Linked DNA regions of Sus scrofa: region 2 is linked to region 1. Evidence: chromatin contacts called from public Hi-C data. All regions are on one chromosome and are shown on one strand. The core of a region is the stretch at or near the end of the contact, and the rest is flanking DNA. Distances in the headings are between cores, read along the strand shown. Region 1 has its middle 62 kb from the start of B3GNT2. Region 2 overlaps COMMD1 (COMM domain-containing protein 1).

Evidence for each region. Hi-C and Micro-C count contacts between places; a contact is called where the count stands out from the background.
Region 2: a Hi-C map of embryonic fibroblasts shows a contact between it and region 1, with 4 times the contacts expected there. The contact joins two enhancer-like sites. A contact is called at or near these places in 1 of 47 Hi-C or Micro-C datasets (embryonic fibroblasts) and 1 of 2 datasets of contacts at active chromatin or transcription factors (alveolar macrophages).

What each region holds. Positions count from the first base shown.
Region 1 is chr3:79,638,471-79,644,759 of Sscrofa11.1, forward strand. No RefSeq gene overlaps it. Among named protein-coding and RNA genes, the nearest start is that of B3GNT2, 62 kb to the right of the region's middle. Within about 2 kb of position 3,306, at least 16 of the 83 cell types and tissues checked have an H3K27ac peak or open chromatin away from gene starts, as enhancers often do. A contact at or near this core is called in embryonic fibroblasts, where this site is marked.
Region 2 is chr3:79,893,657-79,899,945 of Sscrofa11.1, forward strand. All of the region lies in intron 1 of COMMD1 (COMM domain-containing protein 1), which reads right to left. Among named protein-coding and RNA genes, the nearest start is that of COMMD1, 17 kb to the right of the region's middle. Within about 2 kb of position 3,290, at least 3 of the 83 cell types and tissues checked have an H3K27ac peak or open chromatin away from gene starts, as enhancers often do. A contact at or near this core is called in embryonic fibroblasts, where this site is marked.

The DNA of each region.
Region 1 (6,289 bases), core at 2,056-4,555:
TTCACACCTTGCCTTGTCCCCAAAGATAACAACTACTGGAGTTCCCGTCGTGGCGCAGTGGTTAACGAATCTGACTAGGAACCATGAGGTTGTGGATTCGATCCCTGGCCTTGCTCAGTGGGTTAAGGATCCAACGTTGCTGTGAGCTGTGGTGTAGGTCGCAGACACGGCTCGGATCCCAAGTTGCTGTGGGTCTGGCGTAGGCCAGCGGCTGTGGCTCTGATTTGACCCCTAGCCTGGGAATTGCCACATGCCGCAGGAAGCAGCCCTAGAAAAGGCAAAAAGAAAATTAATTAATTAATTAATTAAATAAAATAAATAAAAAATTTTTAAAAATAAAATGCAAAATAAAAAATAAAAAGATAACAACTACTTGCTGCAGAAGGCCACACTGACTGCTGGGTTTCTTCCTGGCTCTTCACCATCTGCGCAGACAGGACCCTCTGACTGGCTGCCAAGTCCAGGCCCTCTGGCACCACCAAAATTAGACCACCAGAGAGTCAGTCTACCACTCTGGTCGCCTGGGACTCCTTTTGAGACTTGGGGCTTGATGCTTCCCAGGACAATGAGCAGGACTGTCAAGACTAGCCCTGGCTGTGTCCTCACAGCCCTGGCTGTGTCCTCGCTCCTGTGGACTCTGGCTGGGATTGTTCCGGCACCAGAAGTCAAAGCACATCCTCATTACACCTGACGAGGGCTGCTGGGACAGCCTCAGCCTCAGGGAGTGGCCCTGTCCTTCACCTCTGCATCTAAATGGTTCGACCTTTTCCTTCTTCTGGCCTCACTCAAGTTTCTTTTTCCCAGTGAATGCCTATGTCAGGCACTGGGGCTGTTTCCTTCTCTGGCCCTACCCCCCCAGAACCCAGCTCCCTCTTGATTTCACAGAGCCGTCACTTGTCCAAAGCGGCTGTGTGTGGCCGGCCTTTATAACCACTGGAGAGAGGCCACTTTGCAGCTCTGCCCAGCCACCATGTTCACTATGCCAACCTGGGAGCATTCCTGGGTCTGCCTCTGTGCAGCCTGGATATTAAGTCCTCCACTCTCCTTTCTCTAAACCTCTCCGCCCGCCCTCCCTTCTCTTCCCTGCTGCCCCTGGGCCCCTCCTCTATTCAAAATTCTTCCCGCCTCACTGGGAAGGTGCTGCCCACTCTCCTGGCCTGGGCAAGTCAGTGCCCACCTTGAACACTGAGGCCAGCAAGGGATTCACCCAGACTAAGAAACGTTTCCCCTCAGAAAAAATAAGACATTTCTCTAGAATGGGAAGGTGGCAGCCAGAAATGGAATCTTTGCCATGGCAATAACCCTTTATTTTCTTTTTCTTTTTGCTTTTTTTTTTTTTTTTCCGCTTTTTGATTTTTAGGGTTGCACCCACAGCATATGGAGGTTCCCAGGCTGGGGTCTAATCAGAGCTACATCTGCCAGCCTACGCCACAGCCACAGCAATGCCAGATCCGAGCCACATCTGTGACCTACACCACAGCTCATGGCAATGCTGAATCCTTAACCCGCTGAACGAGGCCAGGGACAGAACCTGCATCCTCATGGATCCTCGTCGGGTTTGTTAACCACTGAGCCACAAAGGGAACTCTTCAATTTTTTTTTTTTTAAATTGGAGTATAGTTGACTTACAGTGCTGCATTACTCCAGTTCTTGTTTTATTTATTTATTTATCTATTTTTCACTATTTAGGGCCACATGTGTGGGATACGGAAGTGCCCAGGCTAGGGGTCAAATCGGAGCTTTAGCTGCCAGCCTACATCACAGACACAGCCACGCAGAATCCCAGCCATGTCTGCAATCTATACCACAGCTCATGGCAATGCCAGATCCTTAACCCACTGATGGAGGTCAGGGATTGAACCCAAGTCCTTGTGGATACTAGTTAGGTTCGTTACCACTGAGCCACAGCAGGAACTCCCAGTTCCTGTTTTAAAGAGCAAACTTTCCTTCTCCCACAACACAAATACATAGCAAAAAGGAGGAAGGGAAGAGGAAAATTTTTTTCTGTCACCTCATTCTCAGGGAAATGACTCCAAATTTTACCATAGTTACATTCTTTCTCTCAGAGTCCCCCTCCTCAAAAAGAAAAAGAAAAAAAAAAAAAAGAGCTAAGAATTACCCTTTAGAGATGAATGTAGTTATCCTCAAGGTCAAGAGGCACAGATCATTTGTATCCTACTCCAGACATGGTCTAAAGGTCTCTTAGCTGAACCACAAAATGACGGGGCCCCCAGAAGCTGCTGAAGTGGTCAGTGCCAAAGTGGCAGCATAGACCTCCTGAGACGGCAAAATATCCTGCACTGGCTGGGGATTCATCAGCTCCTTCCTTCAGACAGCAAAGAATCAGGAACAGTTGAGCAGCACATTGCAATTTCTTAAAATAAAATTAATTTTGGGTTTCATCAAAGCTCCATTTGCAACACAGGCACACCTTATTATATTGTGTTTTTCTTTATTGCACTTTGCAGATACTGCATTTTTTACAAATTGAAGGTTTGTGGCAACCCTGCATCAGGCAAGCCTATCTGTGCCATTTCTCCAACAGCATTTGCTCACTTCGTGTCTCTATGTCACATTTTGGTAATTCTTGAAATGTTTCAAACTTTGTCATTATTATGTTTGTTATGGTATTCCGTGATCAGTGACATTTGATGTTTCTCCTACAACTCCCTGAAGGCTCAGATGATGGTTAGCATTTTTTTTAGTAATAAAGCATTTTGTTTTGTTTTTTTTGTTGTTGTTTTTGTTTTTTTGGGGGGGCTTTTGTCTTTTTTTCTTTAGGGCCACATTGCAGCATATGGAGGTTCCCAGGCTAGGGGTCCAATCGGAGCTGTAGCCGCTGGCCCACGCCAGAGCCACAGCAACACAGGATCCGAGCCACGTCTTCGACCTACACCACAGCTCACAGCAACGCCAGATCCTTAACCCACTAAGTGAGGCCAGGGATCGAACCCAAGTCCTCATGGATGCTAGTTGGATTCATTAACTACAGAGCCACAATGGGAACTCCCCTCATAAAGCATTTTAAAATTAAGGTCTGTACTTTGTGTAAGACATAATGCTACTGCACACTTTAATAGACTACAGTATAGTTTCAACATAATTTTATGTGCACTGGGAAACAGAAAAATTCATGTGACTCACTGTATTGTGGTGGTTTGGAACCCAACCTGCAATGTCTCTGAAATATGCCTGTGTTACGCAAATGTTCTTTACTTCTTATATTGACTCAACTGTCACTAAGGAGACTTGCTTCCCTTTGCACGGAGAGGCTGACCTAAGAAAGCTCAGTGTTAACCTTTCTGCTGACTTTGAATACGGGAGGATCCCAGACTGTATTAGTTTATTCAAGCTGCCATAACAGAATACCATAGACTGGGTGGCTTAAACAAACGGAAATTACTAGAGGCTGGGAAGCTCAAGATGAAGGTGCCAGGGAGGCAGGTTGCCTTCTGAGCGCCTTCTCTTGCCCTGTCCGCAGCCACTGCCTTGCACGTGCTCTCTTCTTTGTGTTACACAGGGAGAGAGAGCTCCCTGGTGTCTCTCATGGGGGCGCTATGGGTGGTAGTATTCCCCCTCATGGGGGCCACACCCTCATGACTTCACTGAACCCTAATCACCTCTCAAAGTCCCCATCTCCAAATACCATCCCATTAGGGGTTGGGGATTCAACCGATGAATCTGGTACAGGGCACGATTCAGTCTGTAGCAAGGTCTCAGCCCTGAGGTGGTCTCTTCAATTCCAGTCATGTGATGTGAAGTGACAATCAAGACCGCAGGTTATATTTTAAACCCTGTGAGGGTGTGCTCTTCCATGATTAGAAATAGGAAAGCATATTAAAAATTATTGCCCTAGTTTCCAAAGTTTTTTTAAATAGTCTTCAGGTACTTCATTAGAATAGAAGGTGGTAGCATTCCTTTGAGTTTCAGTGTGTTTGCCAAATGGCCTTCTTCTGGAGAAAAAGCAATTCATGCCACAGGGAGATGACAGCAAGTTCCTCTGAGTGGTGATCTAAAAATATCACAGAATGCTACATGTTAAAATGCATTAAAATGCGCAATGACTTTCTTTCCGCCCTTTTACATCTCCATTTATGGTCTGTGATTCACAAGAATGCTTCTGTCACTGGAAAAGCATAAAAATCCGATTTCAGCATGGCATTTTTATGGTATTACAACCAGGAAAATATGTAATGGTGAGACAATGGGTGATTCTTTATTCATGGGCCTTTTTTCTTTTGTGTGGGATTACAATGTTAATTGTATCATCATTTATAGAACACGTGTAAATAATGATTGCTAACATTGATTGAATTATTAACATGTGCCAGCAACTTGCCAAGTATTTGCATTCCCTGTCTCTCCCCCCCCCTTTTAGGGCTGTGGCATATGGAAATTCCCAGGCTAGGGGTCAAATCAGAGCTGTAGCTGCCAGCCTACGCCACAGTCACAGCAATGGCAGATCCAAGCCACATCTGTGACCTACACCACAGCCCATGGCAACACCGGATGGTTAACCCACTGATCAAGGCCAGGGATTGAACCTGCATTCTCAAGGATACTAGTTGGGTTCGTTACCACTGAGCCACATCGGGAACTCCTTTCCTGTTTCTTCTAATCCTCATGAAGCCTCACGAGGGGGTCAGCATGATTATCTCTGAGACCACACACATGAAATTAAATGTTAAGTAGCCATAATCGCTTCCTTGCTATTCTCCTTCTAAAGAAGACAGTAGATTACTTGGAGAACTCTTTCTTTTCCTGAATGGAATGTGCTCCTGGGGACAGGAAATGGAGCCACCAAGAGAAGGGGCTAAATTGGAAAGAAGAGATGGAGACTCTGAGGGGCTATAGAAGCGAGAGATTAAGGTGGGGGAGGGGAGAATGAGGAGAAAGGTGAGGGCAGAAATGAGAGGCCCGCAAGGGCTGGCAGGTAGCAGAAGTGGCTGGAGATAAAACAGGAAAATGTCAGGTCACTATAGAGGCAAGGGGAATTTGGGGAAAGAGTGAGATATTTGGAGAGGATTTTTTGAAGTTCTGATACATGAAGTATAATCTATTCCTTTCTCCATAGCTCCAGGAAAACCTCAGCACAGAATCTGTCACATTTCATCTGATCTAAGACACAAGTGACTATAAGATATTATCAATGGCAAATGTATCATTTTATGTGCTAGAAAGGAAAGAAGGAAGGGAAGCTATCAATTACAAGGTCCACGGTGGAAAGGAATCCGACTATGAACCACGAGGTTGCATGTTCAATCCCTGGCCTTGCTCAGTAGGTTAAGGATCCGGCATTGCTGTGGCTATGGTGTAGGCCGGCAGCTGTAGCTTCAATTCAACCCCTAGCCTGGAAACCTCCATATGCCTTGGGTGTGGCCCTAAAAAAAAAAAAAAAAAAAAAAGGCAAGTTCCTATGGGTTGAAAACATGTCCTAATTTCAAAGAAACACAAGAGATTATTCTTTAATCCCTTTGCAATCAGATTTATAGGGGCTTTTCCCTTCTTTTTCTAATGCACCATTATTTGGTGAGGCCAGATCTGAGCTGCCCAGGAAGGTTTGGTTATATTTCAGTTAGACTTGTTTCTCAGATGAGAAAATTGAATCTCAGAGAAGCTAAGTTACATACCCCTGGGTTCATGGCTAATAAATGGAGCACCCAGATTCCAACCCACGTCAGCTAGATTCTGAATCCTGTGCTCTCTATTTTTAGTTAAGATACACAGTCAAGAGTTGGCCAGTATTTTATTAAATCTGTAGTTAGTAACAAAAATAACTTTTGAATGAAAAAATAACAGCTTAATATAACATCTTTTCCATGTTGCTGTGATTTAGAACCTCCTGCCCCATGTGGAGCAGCTTGTGAGAAACCATGATTTGGGTTTTGTGGCTCAAGAATTCCTTTCTCCTCTTTTCAGATTACCTTGAATCAAATAAGAGTAGAATGGTGAAACGTCCAAATATCCATCAGGAGGGCCTAATAAAATCAAAGCAGATTCTACACCTCTACCAAGCAAGCCTTTTCTTTCCAAGATAGGAAAAGGGGAGTCTTTTTGTGATTTGCAGTAACAGAAGAACATCAAGCTCTAGACCAAGACCTAAGGACAAGTTCTAAGACCAAGACCAAATACAGAAAACGTAAATAGAAGAGCAGCAGACGATGACTATGGAAGAACTGTTCAACCACGCCAATAATTACAAAAATCCTGGACTCTCCAGTTCCACAGCAGGCACCTGACAATGTGGTTTTCCATCACTAACTGGTGCTTTTAATAACCTATGGATCTT
Region 2 (6,289 bases), core at 2,040-4,539, 260 kb after region 1:
ACTTATGACAAACCCACAGCCAACATAATACTTAACAGAGAAAAGCTGAAAGTCTTCCCGCTCAAATCTGGAAGAAGACAAGGATGCCCACTCTCACTACTTTTATTCAACACAATATTGAAATCCTAGCCATAGCAATTAGAAAAACAAAATGAAAAGTATCCAAATTGGAAGAGAGGAGGTAAAACTGTCACTCTATGCAGATGACCTGATATTATATATAGAAAACCTTAAGGACTCCACACTAAAACTACTTGAACTGATCAAAAAATTCAACAAAGTGGCAGGATACATGATTAACATTCAGGGAGTTCCCATCATGGCTCAGTGGTTAACAAATCTGACTAGGAACCATGAGGTTGTGGGTTTGATCCCCGGCCTTGCTCAGTGGGTTAAGGATCCAGCATTGCCATGAGCTGTGGTGTAGGTCGCAGACGCGGCTCGGATCCCAAGTTGCTGTGGCTGTGGCATAGGCTGGCAGCTACAGCTCCAATTAGACCCCCTAGCCTAGGAACCTCCATATACCATGAGAGTGGCCCAAGAAATGGCAAAAAGAACCCCCCCCCAAAAAAAAAAAGATTAACATTCAGAAATCAACAGCATTTCTGTATACTAACAAAGAAATATTAGAAAAGGAATACAATACCTTTTAAAATCCACCCCCAAATATTAAATACCTGGGAATAAACCTGACCAAAGAGGTGAAAGACTTATATGCTGAGAACTATAAAACATTAATCAAGGATATTAAAGAGGATGCAAAGAAATGGAAAGATATTCCATGCTTCTGGATTGGAAGAATTAATATCATTAAAATGGTCATACTACTCAAAGCAATCTACAGGTTTAATGCAATCTTATCAAATTACCCACGATTTTTTTTTTTTTTTTTTTTTTTTAGCTTTTTGGCTTTTAGGGCTGCACCCGCAACACATGGAGGTTCCTAGCCTAGGGGTCCAGGCCTATGCCAGAGCCACAGCAACATGGGATCCGAGTCATGTCTGCAACCTACACCACAGCTCACAGCAACATCAGATCCTTAACCCATTGAGCAAGGCCAGGGATCGAACCCACAACCTCATGGTTCCTAGTTGGATTTGTTAACCACTGAGCCACAATGGGAACTCCCTACCCATGACATTTTTCACAGAACTAGAACAAACAATCCAAAAATTTATATGGAACCATAAAAGACCCAGAACTGACAAAGCAATCCTGAGGCAAAAAAACAAGTCTGGGCATAACTCTCCCAGACTTCAGACAATAACACAAAGCTACAGTAATTAAGACAGTGTGGTACTGGTACAAAAACAGACATACAAACCAATGGAACAGAATAGAGAACCCAGAAATAAACCCAGACACCTATGGCCAATTAATCTTCAACAAGGGAGGCAAGAATACAAAATGGGAAAAAGTCTCTTCAGCAAGGGGTGCTGGGAAAATTAATGAAATTAGAACACACCCTCAACCATGCACAAAAGTAAACTCAACATGGATTAAAGGCAGAGCCTCTTTGCCTGCCCACCTGCATCTCTCACAAGTGTCCTATCTTGATAAATCTATTTTTGCCTATCACTTTGTGTCTCACTGAATTCCTTCTGCTTGGAGGCGCAAAGAACCTGAACCTCAGTAGGTCCAGACACCAGAAAGAAGACCACCAGACCACTGAACACCAGCTCTGAAAACAATGCAAGCTTGCCTCTGCCCTGATCCCTATCTGTGGCCCTATTTTTCACTCCCCAAACTATAAAACCACCTCCCAATCTTTCCTAAGCGGGGGCACAGTCTCTGAGGCATTAGCCTGCTGTGACCTTTCTTTGCCTGGCAAAGCACTAAAGCTATTTTTTTCTTCTTCACCCCAAAAAATAAATAAATAAAATTAAATTTAAAATTTTTAAAATGGCTTAAAGACAAGACACCATAAAACTCCTAGATGAGAACATAAGCAAAACATTCTCTCACATCAACTACACAAATATTTTCTTAGTTCAATTTCCCAAAGCAAAAGAAATAAAAACAAAAATAAACCAATGGGACCTAAATCAAACTTATGAGCTTTTGCACAGCAAAGAAAACCATCAAAAAACCCCAAAAGACAGGAGTTTCCATTATGGCTCAGCAGAAATAAATCTGACTAGCATCCATGAGGACGCAGGTTCAATCCCTGGCCTCACTCAGTGGGTTAAGGATCCCATATTGCCGTGAGCTATGGTATAGGTCACAGACATGGCTCAGGTCTGGCGTTGCTGTGTCTGTGGCATAGGCCAGCAGCTACAGCTCCAATTTCACCTCTAGCCTGGGAACCTCCATATGCCACAGGTGCAGCCCTAAAAAAAGAAAAAAAAATTTTTTTAAGATGTGCACAACATTGTAAATTAACTATACCTCCATTTTTTAAAAAAGGGGATATGATACACACACACACACACACACACACCCCTACATACAATGAAATACTACCCAGACCTAAAAAAGAGTGAAATTTTGCCATATTCAGCAACATGGTAGAGGGCATTATGCTAAATGATATAAGTCAGAGAGCCAAAGACAAGTACTATGTGATATCACTTACATGCGGAATCTAAAGAAATATGACAAACCGGTGAATAAATCACAGATATAGAGAAAAGACTAGGGGTTACCAGTTGGGGGCGGGGCAATATAGGGGTATTGGGGAAAAGGGGGGATATTATAGGATTATATAAAATCATATGTGAAACTTCTGAAAACTGTAAAGCACTATAGGATTTAAAGAATCATTCAATCAAAAAAAATACACACATACACAACAGGTAGGTAAAGAAAGATAAAACAAACTCATCAATCATCTCTCCCCCCACAAAATAAGGCTGAGTTGGTTTAATTCTCCGAAAAAATGACCAATAGAATATATTTACATTAACAATTCAGTATTTCTATAAATGACTAAACTCAAGAATTTAATGTATTTTAAATGATTGCAAATGTTTGTCTCAAGTATTATAATTAAATATAGAAAATATATTTCTGAGTAAACCCAGGGTTTTCCTTTTAGGTTTATGATTCCCTCTACTCCTCAGATAATCAAACAGTGATTTGGATCTGTTGTTAAGTGGCTAGGCTATATGCCACAAGGAGAGCACCCAATGTTCAGGAAGTTTCCAAATTACACTCTTTTGCAGTAGAAGCTCACCGTTACCAACTAGCTTTCATTCTGCCAAGTTACTTTCCCCCAATAACTTACTCATCTTTTATGTTCTTCCAGTTTGGAAGAGACTTCTGTCTCTGTCAGCAAAGAGGAAAAAAAAAAAAACTATGATGAAGTACTATGAAAGTTTCTTCCTATTAAACACTCCAAGCAACACATTAGCCTTTAACTTCATGGAGAAAGAATTCAGCCTTTCCTAAAAGAACATTTTTGTGGCCAGTTCAGGGATGGAAGTGTGGGAAAGTCTCCAGAAGCAATTACAAAGTAAAGAAATACCCGTTCTTTTTTCTCTTGACAGACCATAAAGGCTTTTCTAGGGAAAGAGCACATGATTAGTGTATTATCCAACTCAAGTACCTAAATTAACATTTATGTTTAAAAAAAAATACTGTTCAAGAAACAGAATTGCTTAGAGGTCATCTTCTATTATAACCAGAGCTCCACTACCAGCTGAAGTTCATAGGTCTACAACAGGAGATAAAGTCCTGACCCTATGGAAATATGACTTAATAATAAAGGAAAAATAAGAACAAGAGAAAAGATAAATACTGCATTAGCTGTATTAGTTCATAAGACCTTTAAAGAACTATTGGATAAACTAAAAAAATGTATGATGAGATATAAAAACTAAAGAGCAAAATATATAAATGTATTTAATTACTTGCAGCTTCAAAGAGCAGCTTCAATCATGAAGGAGTTCAAAAGAAACCCAAGTTCAGGGCACAGGTTCCTACCTCCAACTTATTTGTCAGGACAAAACACTGCCCAATGAAACCACACAAAAAATTATAAAATCAATCTATATGTGAGCTGATCAAAAGTGGTTCTCATACAACCTTATTATAATACCATTAAGCCCTTAAAAGGAAGAAAAATGGCAATATACAACAACACAGATGAATCCTGAGGACATTATGTGAAATAAGCTAACCAAAGAAAGACAAATATTGCACGACTCCACTTACATGAGACAACTAAATAGTCAAATTCATAGAATCAAAGAGTGGAAAGGTGAAGCTAGAGGGTAATGGGCATTTACTAATTATAGTTACTAATCAACAGGCATAAAGTTTGGGTTAAGCAAGATGAATAAGCTCTAGCTATGTACTACATATACATTATACCTATAATTAGCAATATTATACTATATACTCAAAATTTTCTGGGGTTCTCTTGTGGCAAAAGTAAGTTAAAGATCTGGAGATGTTACTGCAGAGGCTGGGGTCACTGCTATGGCATGGGTTTTGGTCTGGGAACTTTTACACGCTGCAGGCACAGCCAAAAATAAAAGAAAGTAAAGTTCTAAATAAATAGTGTTCTCTAATCAATAGAAGAAACATAATGAGAAAAAAAGTTTACATTTTTAAGGATAAAATGTAGTATCCTCTACTTATAATAAGGCAAAAACTGGAAACTTCTCAAATCCCCACCAAGAGTAGAGTGGGCAAGCATACTGTGATATATTCAACACTGGTGTATCCAGCAGGAATTGGCAAATTTTCCTGTAAATGGCAGAGAGTAAATATTTTAGGCTTTGCCAACCACCCCATCTCTGTTGTAACTATTTAATTCCACCCTTGTAGAGCAAAAGTAACCATACATTTTGTTATGGACACTGAAATTTAAATTTCATATAACTTTCATGTGTCACAAATATTTTTTTTTTTTCTTATGGCTACACCCACAACATGTGGAAGTTTCCGGGCCAGAGACTGAATCTGAGCTGGCAGCTGCAACCCTACACCATAGCTGTGGCAATGCTGGATCTTTTAACCCACTGCACTGGGCTGGGGCTCAAACCTGTATCTCTGCAGTGACCCAAGCCACTGTAGCCGGATTCTTAATCCACTGCACCACAGCAGGTACTCCCAATATGGCTTTTTTAAAAAAGGAATTAAGGATGGAGCATGGTAGAGGATAATGTGAGAAAAAGAATGTATATATATGTATGTGTGACTGGGTCACTTTGCTATACAGGAGAAAACTGACAGAACACTGTAAACCAACTATAATGGAAAAAATAAAAGTCATTAATTTAAAAAAAAAGGCATTAGGGAGTTCCCTTGTGATGTAAAGGGTTAAGAATCCAGTATTGTCACTGCAGCAGCCTGGGTTGCTGCTGTGGTGCAAGTTCAATCCCTGGACCAGGAATTTCCACATGCCACAGGGGTGGCCAAAAAAAAAAAAAAAAAAAAAAAAAAAAAAACTTTAAAAGACAGAGTCAAAGATATAGATGTTTCATTAGGACAAAACAAAACAAAACCCTGGCTTTTCATATTTCTGTGGTTTAAAAAGATTACCAAATAAGGATCTATTCCAGCAGAACACATCATTTATACCTTTCTTATGGCATTTACCATATAATACAGGACTCTTTACAACATGGGCTATGACATTCATTTTGTGTACAAAGCAGGGTATAGCATATTAGGGGCTCAGTAAATACAGTTGTGCCTTGGTGTCCACAGAGACAGCAAAATCAAGAATGGTCAAATCTTTTATATGAAATGGCATAGTACAGTTGTCCCTCTGTATCCTTGAATTTGTAGAAACCAGCTGTAAGCAGGATTGACTATATTTGATAGGTAAATCAAAGATAGAAATTTTCTTTAAAATATTCCTTCCTAGGAACTCTTCAACCTAAGTCAAGTTTTCAGACCTAGAATAGTTGCTTTGAGAAAAGGAGAACCAAAAATCAATCTTCAATTAATACAGATTAAGAAAGAAAGAAAAAGCTTACAAAACACCTTATTACAGGTCATTTAAGCCGATTAAAATATTCCACAAACTCTAACTGGCAATCTGTATTTGCTGCTTTATCATGTATATGTCCAGTAACATAAAATAGTAACATTGTTTGCCAGTCCTTCAGAGGAGTAGAAATATATCTCATGAGTTATCATCTAAACTCCCAAAAGTAACGAATAGGGATGGGGGTTAAGAAGTACAAACTATTATTTCTAAAATAAATAAGCTACAGGAGTTCTCATCGTGGCACAGCTGTTAACGAATATGACTAGGAACCATGAGGTTTTGGGTTCGATCCCTGGCCTTTCTCAGTGGGTTAGGGATCCGGCGTTGCTGTGAGCTGTGGTGTAG